2 separate regions of the Drosophila melanogaster genome follow, and region 2 is linked to region 1. A link is a contact called in public Hi-C data. All regions are on one chromosome and are shown on one strand. The core of a region is the stretch at or near the end of the contact, and the rest is flanking DNA. Distances in the headings are between cores, read along the strand shown. Region 1 holds the start of CG15882. Region 2 holds the start of CG14196.

Region 1 (3,334 bases), core at 768-3,267:
TTTATTTTGGATTTAATTACAAGATGGTCGGCACTCACCAGAAGAACGAGGTGAGTTTATCTTCTGTCCGGTTCGGATTACATTACAAACTCACTGAATATGAATCCGATTCAATAGTCATACATGTCCGGCGGCAGTGGCTACGTACTGAGCCGCGAGGCTCTTAGGATCTTCGCCGAGGGCGTCAACGACACCACCAAGTGTCGCCAGGAGGACGATCACGCCGAGGACGTCGAGATGGGCAAGTGCCTGTTCAACCTGGGCGTGAAGGCGGGTGATTCCAGGGACGAGCAGCTGCGCAACCGCTTCTATCCCATAGCTCCTTATGGAGCCCTTCTCTCGGGCAACGTTGGCATGGACTTTTGGTTGTACAAGTACGCCTACTACAATCCGAGATCGGTGAGTTTGGATGCATTTAGCACCCTACTAAAAGTACGTTTGTATGTATGTAGATATATGAATGAATGCACAGCTTACCCATCCAGTACCTTTTAACAATCCAGCAAAATAGAAAATAAACTCAAGTGTCACAAAGACAACGCCATATTTTGCCAAGCACTCATATTATTTAGTCGAACGTAATCATCATTCTTCGTTACCAGAAAGGTGGTGGTAAGGTGCGTTCGTCACTGGCTTATAACCGCGTGAGGAGGCATTTTATCTTTGATATTCAAGCCTCAACGTATAGTTTTTCCACCTTCGTATTCGCATTCCTTGTCCTCTTTTGATTATTATCTAAACTATCTTCGTATTCTTGCAGTGCATGGACTGCCTGTCGGAGTACCCGGTGGCCTTTCACTATGTGCACAGCAAGCAGCTGTACGTGTACGACTACTTCAACTACCAGTTCCAGCTCTCCGGAAGGGCGCAGGTGGCGGAACGGCTGCCCAAGAAGATCCGGGAGGAGGAGCTGGTCATCCCCGAGAGCGACAATCCGGTGTCCTAGGCAGGAGCCAGCCATTCTGCCACTTCAGCAGCAGCAATCTCAAGTCCATATCTACATATTTTCCATCCTTTTTTTTTTGTGTGTGCTTATCGTGTATTTAATATATTATGGGCACAAGGCGAACGTGCCAAGGCTGCCAGATGCTGTCCTGTTGCGACTCCTTGTCCTTGCCCGATCCACGTCCTAGTTTATCTATTCATGTATTTATTATTGAGCAGCTCGTGGCAGACGGGCCACACGAAGGCATTAAAAGGATAATGGAGGGCTACTGGGTGGACATTTACTCTTGATTTCCAATGAGGATTTCAAAAAGTTGCATATCTAGAAAAATGAATTAGTCGCAACTATAATGGTATGGCTGCACTATTAACATTGTAAGTGTACGTACGAAATGACTGCAATCTCTGATCTGTTGAATGGTACAAATTAGAGTTGCCAGCTTGAACTTTGTTATGCCATAATAATCTTAAACTCTATAAATGATTGGCTTTACAACATATGTACGCAAGGAAAATAAACAGTTTTCTTTAGAAGCCTAAGGCGTATGAAATGGTTATACTTCTTGTACAGTTTTCAACAATCTACAATGAGTAAATGAAATAATAATGGCCACGTGGCGTTGAGTGGCTTAACTTACCGCAACTTGTTTCAAACCCTGGTAACACCTTTTAACGTCATTGTGCAACACTAGTACTAGAAATCGAAAAGCAAGTACATATTTGTTACTTTAAGGCAAATGATCAAAAGAGTGATTTTACTACTGCTGACATTAAATATGTGGATTATTATATAAAACACTCGATTCGAAAAATCGAATTACTTAACTTTTAATACTGGAAATAAAAATGATCATAGAGCATATTATTTATAACAGAATGTGTATAGTTTTTTTTAAATTATTTTAGCATTGTATTGAGTACAGTCAAGTGTTCTTTGCAAAAGCTCTGTTCCTATTCGAATTTTTTTTTACACATGCGGGCACACTAATTGGTATTTAAGTATGCCCAGACTTTTAGATCCAGTTAATCAGCTATTCGTTGAATGATTCTCACTTTATCCTTTACTTTCTACACGATTCAAGTGAGCTATTGCGAAATAAATTAAAAAACCAACTTTTCAATCTTCTGGGAATATTGAATACTGAGGAAAACCCTAAATTGATTGCTGCCGAAACCCAGAAGGATGGAGAACATGAACAAAGAACTCGCGAATATGGAGAAACTATCTTTGAAGGAGCTGCTCAGTGAGGACACACTCTCTGAATTGGCTACCCCGAATGATGTCGACATTGCCGGCGAGGAAAAGAACCTCGAGGGTCAATCTGTTTCGAAGGAAGATCCACCGCCTGCGGCAGTTGTACCCAAAGCGACCAAAGCGCCCAATAATCCCGAAGCGCTAACCCAAAAGCAGAGTATGGACTATGCGGCACGGATCGTGAAGGTCATCAACCTACAGATGCAAAATGTGGTGCATAAAACGTTCATGATGATGCAATCACCACTCCCTCTCCGGAACAGGCTACCAGTGGTCGTGTCCACCATGATCCGCTCCCGTAGGGCACCCAAGTTGAAGCTCAAAGATGTGAGGAGAGTGATCACGGGCCTGGCGCTGCATCGTGCACACCTGGTCTACGAATATATTATCAACCACCCCGAATAAGAAAACTTCTACATATGTTAACTTAATACAATAATTAAAAAATCCAAACACTCGCCGGCTCTAGTTTAGTTTAAAGTTCTATAGAACAAGGTTCATCGCACGCATACTACAATATATTACTGATGAATATTCAGCTAGTTTTGAACGTATTTGAAATATATTCGGCTCAAATTAGGCCTAAAGCTGATGCTTTTCAATTTATTAACTGAGGAGCCACTTCAGTTCAGTGGGTCACTATTACAATTATTCATTGGCTTATCCCTATAAGTCCACTTCAGAGCACTTAAGTCTCATTCTCGCAGGCAGCTAATTAAGGTCATCGCTCCCTGCGGCTCACCCCAAAAAATTTGGGTGAAACACTGGCATTCCAATAGTTCACATTCCCTGGGCTAATTAGGAAATTAGACTACCTACCGGCCGACATTTTGTGTTTCTTTGGAAAAGTCGGTAGAGTCGCGTCAAATGCGAATCGCATACGAATGGCAGTGGAATCAGAATGGAAATGCGAATTTTGCCTAAAATGCCGAGAAAAAATTGGACTAAAACACTTGCCGTAATGCGTGGTGTGCATTTTCCAAGGCAATCTGGCGAGTGGGGGCGGTGCTCCACATTGCTTTACCCGGCGACCCAGACAATTTCCGCTCGTAAAAGTGGTCCTCCGCCTGGTCTTGCCATTTTGGCCAGTGGCTGGGTGGCCAGTGGTTGGTGGCTCCTGGCCACTGTAATTAA
Region 2 (3,410 bases), core at 128-2,627, 120 kb before region 1:
ATTATTAAATACATCACTGTGAACGGCAGTCCACGTAGTGCCGAAGCGCACCAGGAGAGTGTGCTATGTAGATATAAGTATGTATACACACAAGGAACGAAAATCTGCTGTAGTTGGCAGATAACGAGTGATACATCAAAAGGTACAAAATTTTATGGTTCCGATAAAAGTACAACAAATTGGAACTGAGACCCATCAGTTGCGTTTTAATTGCTACTGACAAAAAAACCGAAGTCTTGTTAAACCTCCGTTTGAAATATATTTTCAAAACAAGTAATTGGCCATTTTTCAAAATGAGAGTTTATGTCGATTTGGTTTTCTCCCGCAACAAAACGTTATTTGGAAAACCTAAAATATTATATTTTCTGTTAAACAACTAAATATGACCAAATTTTGGAAAAACACGTTAGCTTAGCGGAAAAACTTCTATAAATAGCTACAGTTTCTACGCCCATAACGTCTAAGCACTTGGCTCTAGAGACTTCCTTTCAAATGAATTTTGTCCACCTCGAATATTTTTACAAAGCGTGACTTATATCTTAGATATGGCAGTTTTTTAGTTGAATGAAAATGTATATCAATAGTTTTTATGTCGTTAACAGGTGATTTTTATGATACGCTATATTAAAGTTTTTATTAAAATCGAGAAAAGCTTAGTTGTAGATTTATGTAATATACCTGCACTTACTTAAAACTTAACTATATCATGTTAATAGAAAATCAAATTTAAATAAACAGTATATATTATGTTTAAGTAACAAGAACTTCTTATGAGACAAGATATAATACACATAGTTAAGCAATGCTTATATTACATAAAAAAAAAATTCGCATAGAATACTCTTTCGTCTCAAGTGGACCATCAATCATGAGTTATTCTATACTATAAGCTGGGTAGATAAAATTCAAATAAGCAAATTAAAGTAATCCAAGTCATAATTTCATAATAATTTCATAATTTTGGTCAATAAATCAAATGGGATTGTGTATATGGATAAGGCTTACAAAATCGCTGCACACTTTTGGGCATTTGGGTTCTCCACACCGGAAACAAATCCGTAGCATTTACGTGTGTATATTATGTGTGTATAGACCACATGTTAACCGAAATTTGTGATGGATAGGTTGGAGCCGCCAGTAGTTTTTAGATGGCGCGTCCAAGAAGGAACTACTACGAGTAGATGGATGGACAGATAGACATACATAGGTCAATGGATGGTCGAAACCCGAACAGCCCTGTTAGCCAACAGCAGTGGGCGCTGCTATTACGTGGACGTAGCGCCGATCGATTGGCGTTAGTCGATCCGATCTTCCCATCGGCGCTTTCTCGGCTCATGCCCATAGCAATTGGGTTCTGTTCAGATTCGGTTTAGTTGATTTTCGCAGCTGGCGGCGATGGAAGTACCGCGATTACGTCGAGCCCTCGTCAAATGAGATTTTAGCTGGGTTTTCGATTCGGTTTCGGATTTGGTTTCGGGATCATATCGCGGGCATCGTGGAATTTGTGGCATTTTGGGAATATAGCTCTATAGAGCATTCGCAGTGATTTAAGGCAAGGAGTGGCAAACCTTGAGCCTTCCCTGTGGTAACCATCAATGCTACAACCTTGAACTTCAGTCGTAGTCCACATAGCGCCTCTCAATTAGATGCAGGCCATTCAGTCGGTCTTTCAGTCATTCAGTCACTCGGTTGGTCGTTTGGTCCGCTAGTGAGTGCATCTCGTGGTGTATAAAAATAAATAGCATTAGCAGCAGCCGCAGCAGCAGCACCAGCACCCAAAATAAAAGCCATAAACCACTGGCGCAGGAAGCACTGTGCTGCCAATTGGCGAACTTGCCAAGGAGATACTATACGCGGATCCCACTGGGAATACCAAATACTAGAATACTACGTACGGAGCACAGGTAAGTAAGTGGGCGGAATCGCATCGGGAATTGGAATCGCGATGGGATATGATGGGTGCGACACGTTCACATCACACACCTCGCACGAGTTCATCCGACGTCTTTTGGAATCGTTTTTGTTTTTGCCCTGCTATCAGCAGATGTTCAAAACACCTGATTGGTTTTCAGATTATTATAGCCCTCGTTTGAGTTGAGTGACATAAGGGCGGAAAGTGGCCAAAAACATTCTGTAAGTTAGTTAAAAAACCGCAAACTAAACTCTTAATTTATGTCTTAATGAGAACACAGCGACTTGAAAGATACTCGTCGTATAGATAACTTTCTCATTTCTCTATAACTTTTCGTTTACCCAGTGAATTTTAACAAATTTCTACCAAATTAAATAAATTCTTTGAATAAAAAGTAAAGCTACATTATCAGCTTTTGATACATACATGTATAGACCCTGATTATTAAATAAAAAATCTAAAAAATGCTATTTGCATTGTGAAAAACATTAAGTACATTAGACATACATATGTATGTATGGATGTGTATCTGAGGTGTAAGTTACTCATATTTGCAAGCATAAGATACACTTATAATGTACTGAATTTCTGAATACAAATTCCAATGTTTTTCTGAATTGCATTTGAAATGCAAAGATCTAAGTGCAGTGATATTCAATCGATTTAAATGCATCTTTTAATTTGATTTAAGTTCAGAACTCCACGATTTCGTTCTCAGTGCATGCCAAAACTAGTCGAAGGCGGGAAAGTGTCAACAACCCATCGAATCGAATCATTGGCTATCTGGGGGCACAGCTGGTAGCCAAATATGTGGCTTCCACTCCAGAGCCACATGTAACCACGCTGCCCATCGCAATCTTATCACCTTATCGATGGATCCATAGTCACTGGGCTTTGCTTATCTCGATCTGTATCTGTATCTGTGTATCTAGGCCTGGGCCCATTGTTTTCCATCAACTTCAGTCAATTAAGTGTTTAGCGGCTTCGGTCTTATTGGCAATAGCATGGATGTTTACCCAAAACATTGTTGGGTAAAAAGTATAGACAAAAATCTATACTATTTCATAATGTTACGAAAGTTCAGTTGCTTAGAAAGCTTCCGACAAAAAGCAAAAAACTATTACATACAGTTTGGAAATCAAATTAAGGTTTAGTGAAACAACGAGAAAATGGGAAACATGTTGTTTCAATACGAAATACGCTATGTGTATTCGTGACTTAGTTATGAGAAATTGTCAAATAAGTTACGAGCGACGTGCAAATTTAATATTTCTGTAACTTTTAAACAACCACAAGCTTACATTAAAACGTAAGTGCAAACATTTTAGGGCAGCTGTGCTATAATTATCGAAAGTCTAAAAACTGTATAGATTTATACTACTATATGTATATTATAAAAACGTGTGGGTTCAGCCTCTCAAATATGCACTAGTATTACGTACTATGTATGTAGTGTGGCATTCTTGATTGTTTTCTCAATAGCTTGAATGCTAATTGT

The links. Hi-C and Micro-C count contacts between places; a contact is called where the count stands out from the background.
Region 2: a contact with region 1 is called in a Hi-C map of the Kc167 cell line, with 1.8 times the contacts expected there. The contact joins the promoter of CG14196 here to the promoter of CG15882 in region 1. A contact is called at or near these places in 15 of 107 Hi-C or Micro-C datasets (the D17-c3 cell line, the Kc167 cell line, the ML-DmBG3-c2 cell line and 6 more).

Annotation. Positions count from the first base shown.
Region 1 is chrX:19,123,071-19,126,404 of dm6, reverse strand. It overlaps CG15882, which reads left to right and starts at 2,017. Exons shown (of 1, transcript NM_133120.3): 1 at 2,017-2,650. The coding sequence starts at 2,129. The coding sequence ends at 2,605. It overlaps tgy (twiggy), which reads left to right. Exons shown (of 4, transcript NM_001298496.1): 2 at 1-50; 3 at 118-399; 4 at 761-1,402. The coding sequence ends at 946.
Region 2 is chrX:19,239,807-19,243,216 of dm6, reverse strand. CG14196 reads left to right here and starts at 1,377. Exons shown (of 5, transcript NM_133139.2): 1 at 1,377-1,904.